5 separate regions of the Mus musculus genome follow, and regions 1, 2, 4 and 5 are each linked to region 3. Evidence: chromatin contacts called from public ChIA-PET, Hi-C and HiChIP or PLAC-seq data. All regions are on one chromosome and are shown on one strand. Each heading gives the region's core, a stretch centred on a gene start, on an enhancer-like site or on the middle of the called end of the contact. The rest is flanking DNA. Distances are from core to core; before and after follow the strand shown. Region 1 overlaps Pde4d (phosphodiesterase 4D, cAMP specific). Region 2 has its middle 11 kb from the start of Gm32450. Region 3 overlaps Pde4d (phosphodiesterase 4D, cAMP specific). Region 4 overlaps Pde4d (phosphodiesterase 4D, cAMP specific). Region 5 overlaps Depdc1b (DEP domain containing 1B).

The links. Hi-C and Micro-C count contacts between places; a contact is called where the count stands out from the background. ChIA-PET counts read pairs in DNA pulled down with a chosen protein or histone mark. HiChIP or PLAC-seq counts read pairs in DNA pulled down with a chosen protein or histone mark.
Region 1: a FOXA1 HiChIP or PLAC-seq map of pancreatic cancer cells shows a contact between it and region 3. The contact joins two enhancer-like sites. A contact is called at or near these places in 3 of 115 datasets of contacts at active chromatin or transcription factors (T-cell acute lymphoblastic leukemia, embryonic stem cells and pancreatic cancer cells).
Region 2: an RNA polymerase II ChIA-PET map of memory CD8 T cells shows a contact between it and region 3, with 12 read pairs. The contact joins two enhancer-like sites. A contact is called at or near these places in 2 of 115 datasets of contacts at active chromatin or transcription factors (acute myeloid leukemia and memory CD8 T cells).
Region 4: a contact with region 3 is called in an H3K27ac HiChIP or PLAC-seq map of acute myeloid leukemia, with 6 times the contacts expected there. The contact joins two enhancer-like sites. A contact is called at or near these places in 8 of 115 datasets of contacts at active chromatin or transcription factors (DN3 thymocytes, acute myeloid leukemia, embryonic basal ganglia and 2 more) and 1 of 9 other capture datasets (embryonic stem cells).
Region 5: a contact with region 3 is called in a Hi-C map of bone marrow-derived macrophages, with 8 read pairs. The contact joins two enhancer-like sites. A contact is called at or near these places in 5 of 15 datasets of contacts at CTCF or cohesin (embryonic stem cells, large pre-B cells, liver and 2 more), 106 of 484 Hi-C or Micro-C datasets (the AtT-20 cell line, B cells, the BV-2 cell line and 60 more) and 13 of 115 datasets of contacts at active chromatin or transcription factors (the HPC-7 cell line, astrocytes, bone marrow-derived dendritic cells and 8 more).

What each region holds. Positions count from the first base shown.
Region 1 is chr13:109,801,098-109,803,797 of GRCm38.p6, reverse strand. All of the region lies in intron 7 of Pde4d (phosphodiesterase 4D, cAMP specific), which reads right to left. Among named protein-coding and RNA genes, the nearest start is that of Mir1904, 100 kb to the left of the region's middle. Within about 2 kb of position 1,392, at least 11 of the 459 cell types and tissues checked have an H3K27ac peak or open chromatin away from gene starts, as enhancers often do. A contact at or near this core is called in pancreatic cancer cells, where this site is marked.
Region 2 is chr13:108,425,181-108,427,880 of GRCm38.p6, reverse strand. No RefSeq gene overlaps it. Among named protein-coding and RNA genes, the nearest start is that of Gm32450, 11 kb to the left of the region's middle. Within about 2 kb of position 1,335, at least 15 of the 459 cell types and tissues checked have an H3K27ac peak or open chromatin away from gene starts, as enhancers often do. A contact at or near this core is called in memory CD8 T cells, where this site is marked.
Region 3 is chr13:109,228,036-109,230,735 of GRCm38.p6, reverse strand. The region is part of intron 3 of Pde4d (phosphodiesterase 4D, cAMP specific); the gene reads right to left. Among named protein-coding and RNA genes, the nearest start is that of Mir582, 95 kb to the left of the region's middle. Within about 2 kb of position 1,300, at least 151 of the 459 cell types and tissues checked have an H3K27ac peak or open chromatin away from gene starts, as enhancers often do. A contact at or near this core is called in the HPC-7 cell line, Th1 cells, acute myeloid leukemia and 5 more, where this site is marked.
Region 4 is chr13:109,775,042-109,777,741 of GRCm38.p6, reverse strand. The region is part of intron 7 of Pde4d (phosphodiesterase 4D, cAMP specific); the gene reads right to left. Among named protein-coding and RNA genes, the nearest start is that of Mir1904, 130 kb to the left of the region's middle. Within about 2 kb of position 1,446, at least 125 of the 459 cell types and tissues checked have an H3K27ac peak or open chromatin away from gene starts, as enhancers often do. A contact at or near this core is called in acute myeloid leukemia, embryonic stem cells and regulatory T cells, where this site is marked.
Region 5 is chr13:108,389,320-108,392,019 of GRCm38.p6, reverse strand. Depdc1b (DEP domain containing 1B) reads right to left here. Exons shown (of 11, transcript NM_178683.4): 11 at 2,463-2,700. Among named protein-coding and RNA genes, the nearest start is that of Gm41056, 11 kb to the left of the region's middle. Within about 2 kb of position 1,254, at least 10 of the 459 cell types and tissues checked have an H3K27ac peak or open chromatin away from gene starts, as enhancers often do. A contact at or near this core is called in the HPC-7 cell line, Th1 cells, bone marrow-derived macrophages and 2 more, where this site is marked.

The sequences.
Region 1 (2,700 bases), core at 143-2,642, 570 kb before region 3:
CATGACAGTTCTGCCTCTACTCCCCAGTTGTTGTATGTGATCACTATCATACTTGGAAGATATTATCAAGGATAACATATTGCTTTCCGCAAAGAATATTTACTGAATGATCACTTAGAAAATGAATCACTTAAATTTATATATATATATAACTGTAATGTAATATATATTACATTATATTATACATATTTACATATACATATATATGTAATATATATGTTCTCTTTCACAAAGAAGCAAAAAGATAAACAAAGGATAGTCATAGTGCACGGCTCTTTCTGTGCAAAGATGTGTGTGAATTCTTGGTGTGTGCCAGGCACTCCCCATCCACCAGAGTTGGTCCCTGGAATAATCCAGTTGTACCCCACGCCCCTTCACAGTCATCGAAGTGAGACTCAAGCAGGTCCAGTGGTTTTCCCCAGTGCTTTGGGTGACTAAGTTGGAGAAGGTATAGGATGATGCCTGGGTTTGCTGCCTCCAAGCTTTTACTCCCCTCCCCTAATCTTCCTTACCCCTCTCTGGAATTCTGTGTGCACACAGGAGGACATATCTGCTACTTCTTACTCCTGATGCTTAGATATTCAGAGAAAATTAACTTTGGAGGTTTATTTAGCAACCCGAAACTTTATACCTCTATATAATCCATATAAAAATTTAAAGACATCAAATTCCAGTGAGTGAATTAAAAATGTAATTTTACTTTTGCCTTCATTGGCTATGTAAATCCTTTTGGTGATACAAGGAATCCAAATGAATTAAGCACAAAAACCAAACAAAACAAAGCACAAACAAACAAGCAACAACAACAAAGAAACTATCCCATAGCTGCAAAGGGTGCCCTTGACTGCAACTCCTTGCCATTACAGATATCCTGTATCTCAGACTGTCAAGCTTCAGTTGAGAACAGATCGTTTTCACTGGCATAATTCTATGCCAGAAAATTAACGTAATGTCTACTAGACATAAGTACTCTTACAAATAGTTAACAGAAATATAATATATGGGTTTAAAAATAAATTTAAGAAGTTAATGACTCCAGTTCTTATTTTGGTTAAACTGGAATAAATAAACACAGCTGGAAGAAACTTCTTTGTTTTCCCCAACAAACATATTACAAAATATTACCTTAGTTATATTTAGACTAAACACAAAATATGTACTTTGTCTCTACATGCATAAAATATGTTTATACAATACTCAAGAAGTTAGTATCAACTGATTCTCTCTGGGACATGTTTTAATATTGGAAACTTGAAAGTCCATTATCTGTTTTAAAGTTTTCAATTACAGAAAAGCTTATAGGCAGGCATGGCTGGTAATTACTCCAGGCTTCCTAGGATGGAACATGGCTCTTCGAAGGGTGGGTGCTGAAGAGAGCCAATTCTTTAAGTATGTAAACAAGCCATTTCCTCAGAAGTGCACGAAGGCCTGACTCACTGTCTTGCCACACCAAATTACTTAGCCTGGTGCAAATCATCTAAAAGGTTTCCAAACTTTTATTTTCAGATTGGATTTGAAAATTCTCCTTGCCCTGATCCTGCGGAGAGGAGAGAGGTAGAGGTGCGAGACTGATCAGATAATTGGGTAAGACTTCCCACAGAGACACAGCAGATGACAAACTGCCCTGTGCTTGCTTTTCAGAGTTAAAAATTTACCTTAATAAATTAAACAGAAATACTGAAAAGTGTGTATTCAACCTAGATTTAGGCTCCCCTCAGACGTCTTTCAGATTTGTGACCTACATAACAAATGTTAAGGGCAAGTATATGCAACTTCTGCAGTACATATTCCTTAATGTGTGTGTGAATATATACAAATGTCTCTCTACTCCTCCTCCCCCATTTATGGTAGAAGACAAAATGTATTTGAAATATAAAAAATAAAATGAAAAGTTGAAAAGAAATACTTTACGAGGAGTTAGGAAGGTGCTCTATGGGAAAGGCTTCCAGCCTTAACAACACAGACATGGGGACCTGAGTCTTGATCTTCAACACCTGTGTGGAAGGCTGCTGTGGTGACTTGCTTCTGTAGCCTTGATATTGGTGTACTGATGTAACAGACTCACATAGATCTATGGAGTGTGCTGACCTGCCAGACTAGCTCAAACCCTGTGCTCTCATGTCAGTAAGAAACCCTGTCTCGAAAAAGTCAGATGAACCGCGATAAGAGAAGATACTAGAAGCTGAGCACTGGCCTCTCCATGTTCATTTACAGGGGAGAGCGCTGCCTGTCCATGTGCACACACATACACATATGATACACATAAAATCATATATATGTATGTATGTGCATATATATAAAGCAATAGTCACTGGAGTTTTCTATTTGAGTCAGAGGATACAAAACAAAATAAGCCAAAAATTCTTAAACAAATTTTATGTCTAAGGCATCAATTATCCCTAAGATGGATCTGGCTGAGACACATCAGTAAGGGACAGCATAAGGGACAGCGCCAGAGTACCTTGAGCTCTTTCCTGAGTGGCTGAATTGGCCAGCCTGGAAATTCAGTGTGACTGACAAGCTCACCTTGAATTTGATCCTGAAAATAAGTTTCACACTATTTAAACTTCTCTACCCTTCATCTTATCTGAAAATGGCATGTAGAGTTTCTTAGGGACCTGATTAGCCCCCCACAAGTCTAAGCTGGATATATAAATATATGCAGTGTAGAGAGGTGGGCTTTAATAATTGTATATCTTG
Region 2 (2,700 bases), core at 86-2,585, 800 kb after region 3:
TAGAAATATATACATATGTACAACACTCACACACACTGCTGAGTACATTTCGTGTTGCTCTTATGTACACGTGTTCAAGGCTGACCCCTTTAGATTGACTCATCTTTGGTGGGGGTGGGTCATGCCTGGAGAATACATCGGCCATTGGTTGCCTGTATCTTTTCCTTTAAAGGCTGCATTTTCTTTCTTTGTTCTGTTTTTCTTTCATGTCCTGTTAGAGAAAGTTTTTGTTCCTCATAAAAGCCTGCCTCTGTCTTCAAGTTTATTGTGATAGACCTTAGTGATCTTGATCCTTGCCCCTGACTTCATTGTTTCAACGTCCCGTTCTGAGCTCCCATTGTAACAGAAGCAACGAGTTTTGATGTTTTGAAGCTTCTGCTGGTTTCTTGGTATTGTGCGAATGGTTTGGGTTTTTTTTTTTTTTTTTTTTTTTTTGGACAGGGTAAATACTATAATCATTTCATGTGCAGGTTTGTGTCTGAGTTCCTGTTTTCGGTTTGTTTGGACATATAACAGGAAAATATAGTTAACTTCTTGAGGAATTTCCAAAGAATCTTGCAGCTCAAGCCTGGCATCCTTTCAAACGGCCACAGAAGATAAAGAATAGTGAGGGAGAGGGTGTCCGAGTGGGAGATGGGAGAATGGAATATCCTAGATGAACTCCTCAGTGGTTCTTAGCCCTGGCTTCCCACGCAACCAGCCCAGGTAACTCTGCAAGTGACAGTGAAATACGATGAGAGAATCTGGTTAAAACAGAACTTTAGAATGCACATTCCTCCACTAAGCATCTTCCCCCAAACCTCCCATGCAACACCCTTGCAGTCCCTGTGCTGGAAGCAGCACCCTTGCAGTCTCTGTGCCCAGCCCCATCTGCTATATATTACTTCCTCTGGCTTTGTGGAGACCAGGTGAGAAAGTGTCACTGTGAACCATTTGAATGACTCAATTAGCATGTTAAAAATATTTTTAATCAAAACAACAGTCATATTTCATCAGGAAATATCATTCTATTATGTCTCCAATAAAACACAATACCGAGGCAGCATTATCAAAGCTTCATAAGGTTAAAAAAAAAAATCACTTCAGTCGCTGTACACATAATGTACACAGAGGCGTGCTTCTTGTTTTAAAATAAGAAGTAAAGCTGACTGTCTGAAACTGTAGGACACAAAGTCCTTTAAATAAAAACTAAAGTCAAACTTTCTCATGGCTGCTGCTGCGCTTCTGTTGCAGCAGAAAAATAAACCCTGAAATAAAGAAAGAATACGTAAGTCTGAAGACGGCCACAGGCCACAGCAGTAAGGTGAGAACTTACACATTTACTAAGGCCCCATGACAGCTGAGCACGGAAATGGTCCCTTCCCAGACTACACTATTGCCCATGAAAGGAAGCTATGTGGGTTAGTTTGGGGTTTTTTGTCTTTGTTTTTTTGTTTCTTTGTTCTTACCTTTTTGATCCCTGGCTAAATGAAAAGGAAATACCAATAGGTATGATTATCAGATTCTGCTAGAGTTGCCTAGGCACTTGCTTGCGTTAGCTTATTTAGTCTTGCCATTCACTCTTTTGTTTGAAAGATCAAGAATCTGAAGTGGGTTAAGAGAATGGATCCATGATAAATAAAGCATTTGCCGAGTGTGCGCATTGTCCCCAGCACCACGACAAGATGACAAGAGAGGAGAGGAAATGAGAAAGGCAAGAAAGAATGGGAGCCCTGAAAACATTAGCTCTCACCTGTCAAAATTATTAAACCTCCATAAAACCCACAGGCTAAAAGTTAACAAAAGAGGAACAGAATATGTTTCAAGCTGATGCCTCAGGAGAACGCACAACAAGTTTGCTGCCGGCCCTAATGCTGTCCTGAGAGGACCATGTGTAGCCTGATAGACAAATTAGACAACACAAAACCTTAAATAAGAGTGAGGCATTTACCTTATAGTGCATAAAACTAGCCAATTAGTATGGAAGAAAAGAGAACACAGGAAATAAAGACACCGGAATAAATTTTGAACAGAGGCACAAGTGAAGCCTAACACTGGTTCTCCACAGTGGATGAATAATTTGCCTAAGTGACAGAGCTGAGACACACGTCCAAAATGAACTCCTTAAGCCAAGCTCTTGGGCCTTAGTCTAAACAGCTGCCCATATCCTGAAGGGTATGGTCTTAATAAGAGCAGCTCTGACCATTTATACAAGACAATCTAAAATGTAAGCAAAGCCTGCTTTAGACTTGGTGTTCAACAGTGAAGTCATCTTGTTATTGCAACGGCCTTAGAAATGTTTCTGAAACCTACATCTTTTCTACTTTAAAATCTCTCTCTCTCCCTCTCCCTCATCTGAAAAGAATTGCTTACAATTTCTGTGAAGATCAATATTATAGTTAACAAAAGCTGTTAGATTGCTATTTTGCACAAAGGGGGAAATTTTGTTAAACTTCATTGAGTAGGATCATAAAAAACTACTTTGAAAATAAAATCTTATAGTTACTAATGAGATTCTAGGTGACTTTTAACACTTCATAAACAAAAAATAATGTATCCTATTATTATATTTAACCAGTATTAATTCTGCTCTGCTTTCTCCTTTTTTTCCTGTTTTGTTGTTGTTGTTGTTTGTTTGAGGGGTTTTTTGTTTTTTTGTTTTTCTTTTTTTACATGCCTCTTTGAAGCCTAAATCCCTGGACAGCTCTCTAAGCAGAGGAT
Region 3 (2,700 bases), core at 51-2,550:
AAGCTGAACTAATCTTGCTTAAACCAACTGGAGCCTCCGGTGGTCAGGAGGCAGCTGTGTCTCTGGGCGGCGGAAGGGGGGTTGGGGTGGGGCAGGGCAGGGCAGGGCAGGGTGGGGCAGGAGGGGGTGTAGCAGCTCTCAATAGCTGTGGAGTGACCATGGGGCTTCTTCTCACAGTGAGGGTAATGGGGATCTTCGCCAACTGTTACTAGACGCCAGGAAATAAAATTTCCACAGCCCACAAACAATAAAAACCTCAACTAGTTTTAATGTGGTAGCAGCCAGAAACCAAGCTTCCTGTTGTTGTTCAAGGCCCCAAAGTTCACATTTACCCCCAGGTGAGTCCGTCCTGTCTCCACTGCTGCCCTCCTCCTTTTAGGCAGCGAAACAGATCAACAGGTAACTCTGGACTATGTGTCTATCTGGGAGAGTTATCAATTGCAGAGTTACTGAAAATGACTTTATGAGAGTCCGTATGCAAATACGTGTGTTCAGCCATAAGTGAACTTCAAGGAAGTACGGACAGATGATAAAACTGAACAGGAAGAATTCTCAGAATGTGTCAAAGGATTTGCTCTACCTCAGGGTAAAATCGAAAAGGGCATCTCATTCCTTTTTTTCTTTTTTTTCTTGGTTGTGTGAAGTAGGAGAACCTGAAATGCAGGTTTCGATATTAAAATTAGTTAAGGAAATTGGTGACTTCGGGAGACTCAACAGTGGAAAGGGAAAATGAAGAGGAAATAATTACAGTTGACGTTAATTGGATGACTCATGACAAATAGAGAGAGCCCTTGGAACACAGTGCGCAAACAGCCAGTGCGGGTTAACTGCCGCTCACTGGGTTTGGTTTTGCTAGGGGGAAAAAAAATCACAAGGCTTCAGCACAGAAGAGGAAAAACTTTTTTTTTTTTTCCGATTGTCCAGAGAGACCACACATGTATTTGGCAACGGTGCATCAATGTCCGGCAACTCTAGCTAAGATGGTGAATGATTGCAGAGCTCGGGGGAATTCTGGGATTTACTTGGGGTGACAGCAGATCCCGAAGCTCATCGTCCCTGTTCTTCGCCTGACATATTATCCTTGTACTCTTATCTTTTTGACCCTTGTAAGTACAGACCTCAACCCTCTTCAAAGAGTCATCACTTAAAGGTACAGTGGAGACAAATAAAATTGTTCAATAAATAGTATCCGAAAGTAAGGTCTACGAAGAAGAAAATTTAAGGATTCAAGACTGAAGACTCTTGAACCACACGGAGTCCTTGCCCTTTGCCTCACCCATCTGAGGAAAAGGGCGTCAGGAACACACAAAATGTTTCTGGTTAGAATCAAAGCTCCTATCATGGAGCAGAGGTGACAATACTAACTAAAGACTACCATCTAGTGGCCATTTCGAAGAACTACATGAATTAACAAAGAAGGCCAACAATTCATGAAAACCTGTATTAGTGTTCTCCACTTTGTATCAAGGGAAACAATCGCTTAGAGATACCTAAATATGTGGTAAGTGTTTTTTATTATTAGAATCTAGTTGAAAGCCCATACTAGGTCACAAGACGGCTCAGATGCAGGCCCACAGTGTTGTCTTCATCAATCTGTTTATAACACTAGTGTAGGAATCTACTTACAATACAATATTGTTGCAATCTAAAACACCCTGTATGGAAAGGACAGAAATACAATAAATATGAGTTGTATTGTTATATATGTATTCAGTAATGTAAATGGAGAATTATGACTCTCTCTATTCGGTTGTTGACTCCCCCCTGATTTTCCCTGGACTACCGATTCACAGACTCCCAGAAGCACCGACTCCAATAGCCCCAGAGTCTGAATGACTACCTGGATTCATGAACTCTGCCTGTTTGAGCTTCAACTATTAACTTAACCCTAAAGTGAAGTCTTAGGTTCTCCAGTTCTCCCCATTACCAGAGACAGCTGCTTCGTCTCCTGAAATGCCAGCCTCACCCATGAGACAGGATGGTGAAGGTTAGAGTGAGAAGATTTAGTCAGATTAGGTGCCTGGTCTCCAGGGTGCTTTCAATTCTGACAAAATAGATATTGTTGCCATCAGTGACCCCTTCATTGATCTCAGCTACGTGCTTCAGCATCCTACCCACAGCAAGTTCTATGACACAGTCAAAGCTGGGAACAGACAGCTTTAAAAAGGGGGGGACCTCTAATGACTTCTTTTGTGATTGGGTTACCTCACTAAGGATGATGGAGTATTACTCAGCTATTAAAAACAATGAATTTATGAAATTCTTGGACAAATGGATGTATCTGGAGGATATCATCCTGAATGAGGTAACCCAATCACAAAAGAAGTCATTAGATGGGTATCATCGGGAGCCATCTTGGATCCGGGACTCCGCCGAAAGTAGTCTGCACAGGTGAGAGTGTGCACTACAGAAGCTAACAGCTTCTGGGACAGGCAGGAGCCACAGAGCTTCTGAGGCAGTCCCCTTTTCGGCTCCAGACATCTGGCCACCTTCCCGGCCAGAGGACAGGTGTCTGCCTGGCCCGGGAGAACTTTGTCTCAGCATCGGCGGGAGCCATCTTGGATCCGGGACTCCACCAAAAGTAGTCTGCACAGGTGAGAGTGTGGACTACAGAAGCTAACAGCTTCTGTGACAGGCCAAAGCAACACAGTTTCTGGGAAAGGTCCTGTTTTGGGCCTTCATCTTTGGCCAGAAGGGAGG
Region 4 (2,700 bases), core at 197-2,696, 550 kb before region 3:
AGCACTCCTCTGGAGTGACAGGTCCCTTGGCACTAGATTTTCTCTTACTACAGGACAATTTAAAAGGTGATACCAGAAAGCCAGTGATGAGGGGGCGGGGTTTCTCTGAAGATGGCTCGCTCTGCTGTGATCCTTATGCACTTTGCAGTTCATTGTCTCCTCAGCACCCAAGACGCTCTTACACAGGGATCTCATTTCTTGAAGGAAGCCCCACCATATATTATTTTAAATACATGTGAATATATAATATAGTATATTTTAATAAATAATATATCCTACTCTTTTTATCACGTATATGCATGGGACACAGAGACTAAAAAAGATCTAAATAATTACTAGTATCATTACTATCACACAAAAAAACAAAAAAACCCTACAACTTGGCTCCTTTTCTTTAATAAGGTGAAAGTGCTTAAGCAAATGGCCCACATCCTAAGAGAAACCATTGTTCTCTTAAATACCTTGGGTTGGTTGTGCTAACAACTTGTCAAGTAGACCTTCAGTTTTGCTTTATCCTTCAGAACAATGACAGCTGAAGACCGAGTTTCTTCCCGCTGTGTTTTGACTAACTAGCATTTGGATACTTCACTTTTAATCCTCGGGCTTCCTGACTGACAGAATTCTATTCAGAGTAAACATTCTTTTCTTGATGGGATCAAGAGCATCCAGGTTAAAATAGTTCTAAGTGGAATGGCCAGTGTTTTTTCTGGACCAGAACTCTGTGTACATGGCTTTCTGCCTGTCACTTTTCCTGTCCCCTCTACAGGGACAGAGGGAGTGTGTTGTTTTGATATAAGACCTTAGAGACAAAAGCAAAAGCCATTGTTTTAGGCTGGCTATCCCCCTACCTCTAGAATCACTACTAGATGTTATTCAAATAGCTCTAAATATGAAGGCATTTCCAGTGAGATATTGGCCCAAGACATTTTTGTGATTTTTAAGTCCATAATAGTCTAAAGCTACCTGCTACTCAGAAATTAACATTCTTTCATATTCCCTGTGGTGTCTTGTAAGCATACATTTCTTTAAACTTACTATTCTATCTAGTGTTTGCTTGTTTATGGTTGGGGGTCAGGGTTTAAGGCTTGGGCTCAGAGCAAGGATGAGGAGTTATTCCCAGTTCAGCCACAAAGTAGTGTTTTCTCTCAGCAGCCTTGGTTTTTCTCACATTTCCAATAAAGACATCCAAATAGATTTCCTTTGAGGTTTGTTGCTGCATGAAAATTCTCAATTGAATATGATTACATAAAGAAGATGATAATAGTAAACTTAAGAAGCGTAGTGCAGGTGATATTGAGGATGACAAGGTTCTGAGAGGTGGCTGCACTGCAGTTAACTTTCTTAACCTTGGTTTAAAATGAAAGGAACGTTCAAAAGTACTTTCTGTCCCGTCATCATGACTTGGTCCCCACACTCTCAGAGCTTGGGCATTTTTGCCTCTCTGCTGCCCTCTACTGGCCCCACATCCTCTTTGCTTCTGCTACGAGTAACTGGCTCCGGACCTAGGTTATACGTGATACAGGAAGCATTGAAAATGTGTGGGTGTTACCGCCTGGAACAAAAGCATCCCGAGACGTTCGGAGTGAGAAATGACAGAAGGCCACCGCAATCCTCTGTAACCTCCACTCTCCCGTGCCAAAACAGGGGTTAGGAACAAATGGGAAGCGAGGGGACAGAACTGCCCAACGGAATACTTGGGGAGCCACTTATGACCTGATGACCGGCCTTTACCCTTTCTGTAACTTATCTGCTTGCATTCTTGCAACGGTTCTGAGTGGCAGGTACTCATATCTCTGTTCTCTAGTTAGAAATTAAAGCTGGAGAGAATTGGGGTTCACCCTTGCAGGTTTTATCTGAAAGTGTCCCCACTGGCTTTGCAACAAAACAAAACAAACAAATAGACAAAAACTCCTTTCCACCCCTCCCAGGACGTGATCGTAAGGATAGATGAGCCCCAAGCGATGTGTCATCTTTTCTGGGTATCTCAAATCTCAGACAGTCAAGTATCAAGTCTCAACACCAGGATCATCACTGTTCTTGTTGGTAGCTTTTAGGTTTTTCAAGCGTACTTGTTTTTCTAGATTACTGAGAAAAGAGGCCTTTTCCCTGCCCATGTTCCCACCTCGGTTTGCAAAGCTTGGGAAGTAAATGAGACTTTCGTCAGTGGTGTGTGTGTGTGTGTGTGTGTGTGTGTGTGTGTGTGTGTGTGTGTGTTGTCTACAGTGGTCTGTAACAACGCAGCTGCTCTAAGCAGTTAATGACAGCTAATTAGTTTGCCATTCTAGATAAGCCCCAGGTCACAAACTAGTAAGAGGTACAAATGAGGCCTTCTTCACCATAATTGCCTAATTCCAGCAGATAATGATTTCCTCTCAGTGTTATGTAAAAATTGCAGAGACAACCCAGGGACTGCTTCAGTTCTGTGACCTTGAGTGAATAGACTCTCCCTTGAGTTTGGTTTGGGCACCGGCAAAGTGCTGTGGGGGAGGGGAGGTACACTGACCACGGAGAAACCAAGATTGCTTGTTGGTCACGAATCATTCCACCAGTATCCTACATTGTTTTTTTTTTGGGGGGGGGGGAGATGGTCGCCCTACCTACAAGGTAGATACAAGTACCCTCAAGGCAAAAGCATCAGAGAAGAAAAGAACATTGCCTTCTACTCGCCCCCCCCCCACTATGATTTGCCTATTGTGCACG
Region 5 (2,700 bases), core at 5-2,504, 840 kb after region 3:
AAGGAGGGAGGGAGGGAGGGAGGGAGGGAGGAAGGACGGAAGGACAAGACTGTTCATAGGTATGGCTGGGGAGAAGGTTTACTGTAGATAAAAGGGAGAGCATAGCCGGTGGCAGGGACATCTGGGAGAGTCCAGACTAAGCAGGACCCTGAGGCTAGGGTCATGTGAGCAAGGGCATATGAGGAGGGGGAAAGGAGAGAGCCAGACCAAGAGGCCAGGAGGGTAAAGGGTGGACCAAACAAAAGGCCCGTAGACAAAATGGCTGGGTTATATAGGGAAGGGCAGCCCAACCCCCCTCTGGAAAAGTTTAGAGTAGGGTGTGCCAACCATATCCTGTAACAGGTAGGAACTGAGGGATGTTGGAAGAGCTGGCCAGGTCTGCTTTGGTATGTTAACTAGGTTCCTCAGCCATTTGTCTGAGTTTGCGTCCTAAAACTGACAAGATGAAGCAGCTCTCCCATGCTGAGCCTCTCCTTATCCCACATTCAAGGAAAAGAGACAACATAAGCATTAGCTATCAAGCATGGCTGGAGAAAAGGCTTAACAGGGACAGGCGGGATGCTGCCAGACCTCTCAACCTGAGTTTTTCAATCCCCATGACCCACTGACTCCTGCAAGCTGCCCTCTAACTGACAGCCCTCCCGCACACACACCACACACACCACACACACCACACACACACACACACACAAATGTAATTGTTTTCAAAATTAAGAATCAGAAAACAGAGACTACTGAGAATAGCTCAAATACAAAAAAGAAAACCAAAAACTGATTATTTGCTAATCTGTAGGAAATGTAGAAAAGCAAACAAAGATGTCACACTAACTATTTAGAATTAATGAGAAAGTATAGCAAGGTCACAAACAGTCAGTAAGAAAACCCAGGTTTATAATCCATACAAACAGAAGCAAAAGAGCTTCCAGACACTTAGAATAAAAAATATATTGATACTAACATTTTTCAAAGTATTAAATACTTAGAAACAAATAATATGTAAATTTAAAAAAGTAAAGATTATCATCTACCAAAAATTAATGGTGGGTTCATGACTGGAAGGCTTGCTAACAGTGTCTTTGTTCACTTCTCTGTTACAGTGGTAAACACCATGACCCAAAACAACATGGGGAAGAAAGGGTTTCCTTACATGTCCTGGAAACACCATGAGAGGGACTGAGGGGACATCAGGGCAGGAACTGACACAGACCACAGAGGTATGCTGCTCACTGGCTTCCTCTCTGTGGCCTACTTAATTTGCTTTCTTAGACAGCCACCTGCTGGAGAGTGGAACGAACTACAGTGGGCTGGGCCCTCCCACATCAATCAGTCAATCAATCAATCAAGAAAATGCCCCAGAGACACACCCACAATACAATTTGGGGAGGCAAATCCTCAACTGAGGTTCCTGCTTTCTGGGTGAATAAAGATTATGTCAAGCTGTCAAAAACTAAGTGGCACAATTGTAAAATATAGCAGTAATCACCAAAGTGATTCAATACGCTCAAAGAGGTTCAATACACTCTAAATCATAGAATGTACGTGTATATAAATGAGAAGTAGTTAAAATTTTATAAAAATGTAAAGTCTAAGACTCCATAAACTGTACAGCTATATTAAAATCAGAGTGAAACTGTAATCAGAGAGACACCAGTATTCGCCTACACACCAAGGACTCAAACCCAACAAGGCCAGCTTTGGTGAAACCACTGAGTCAAAAAGCACACACCGATGGCGCACCTGCTAGCTGGCAGAACCACGTTGGACACTGCTGCTATGTAACATCACTGCTATACTTGACTTACAGTGTTTATACATACGAATGTCTCAAGAAGCAAGCATGAAACAGAAAGCAGTCACACAAACATCCACGCACACGCACACACACACACTCACTTCCAAATACAGCAGACAAAAGAGCTCTCCATCACAGAGCGGGACTGAGCACGACTATACTTGCTTCAACAAAATGTCCAGTCTAAGAATACTCAGTCTAAAAGTCACATTACATATCTGGAACAGGAATACTTATAAATTTTTAAATGGGCAAAATCTCTGTCAGCGATAGAAAGTACTCTGCCACAGGGGCAGATCTCCAATGCAAGAGCATACAAATCAACTCAGGGTAATTCATCTCAGAGATGTTTCAGATGTGCCACTATTTTAAAGAAGAAACAATGAAGTGAGAAGAGAGAAGAGGAGGAAGAATAGAATAGAGGAAGAAAGAAAAAGGGAGAGGCAGGGAAAAACACAGAGTCAGACAGGCAGACAGACAGACATGGGGGGACACATTTTCCTGAAGCCAATACAAAAGCCAAAAATAAACCTCACTTCCTTCATGATACACACACAGAGTGATGTGAAAACATTGGCAAAGCCATCTGAGGAGACTCCCTAACTTATCCAAATAAATAGCAAAGAAGAAAAACACAAGGCATAGTATATATATATATATATATATATATATATAAACAACTCAGTATTTATTTACATTCCATGTACTTTCAAAACAATGAAGAAGCTGAGAAAATATATTCATAAAGGACGTAATTCATCTCACTCAACCCCTTTATACTTTTCATAAAACAGACTGAATTCAGGTTTGCAGGTCTAAGGGAACCAAAGACTTCATCCAGCTCAACCTGCCGCCTTTAGCGGAGACCCGGATTGCGGGCCCGGGGGCAGATGCACACCATTCCACAT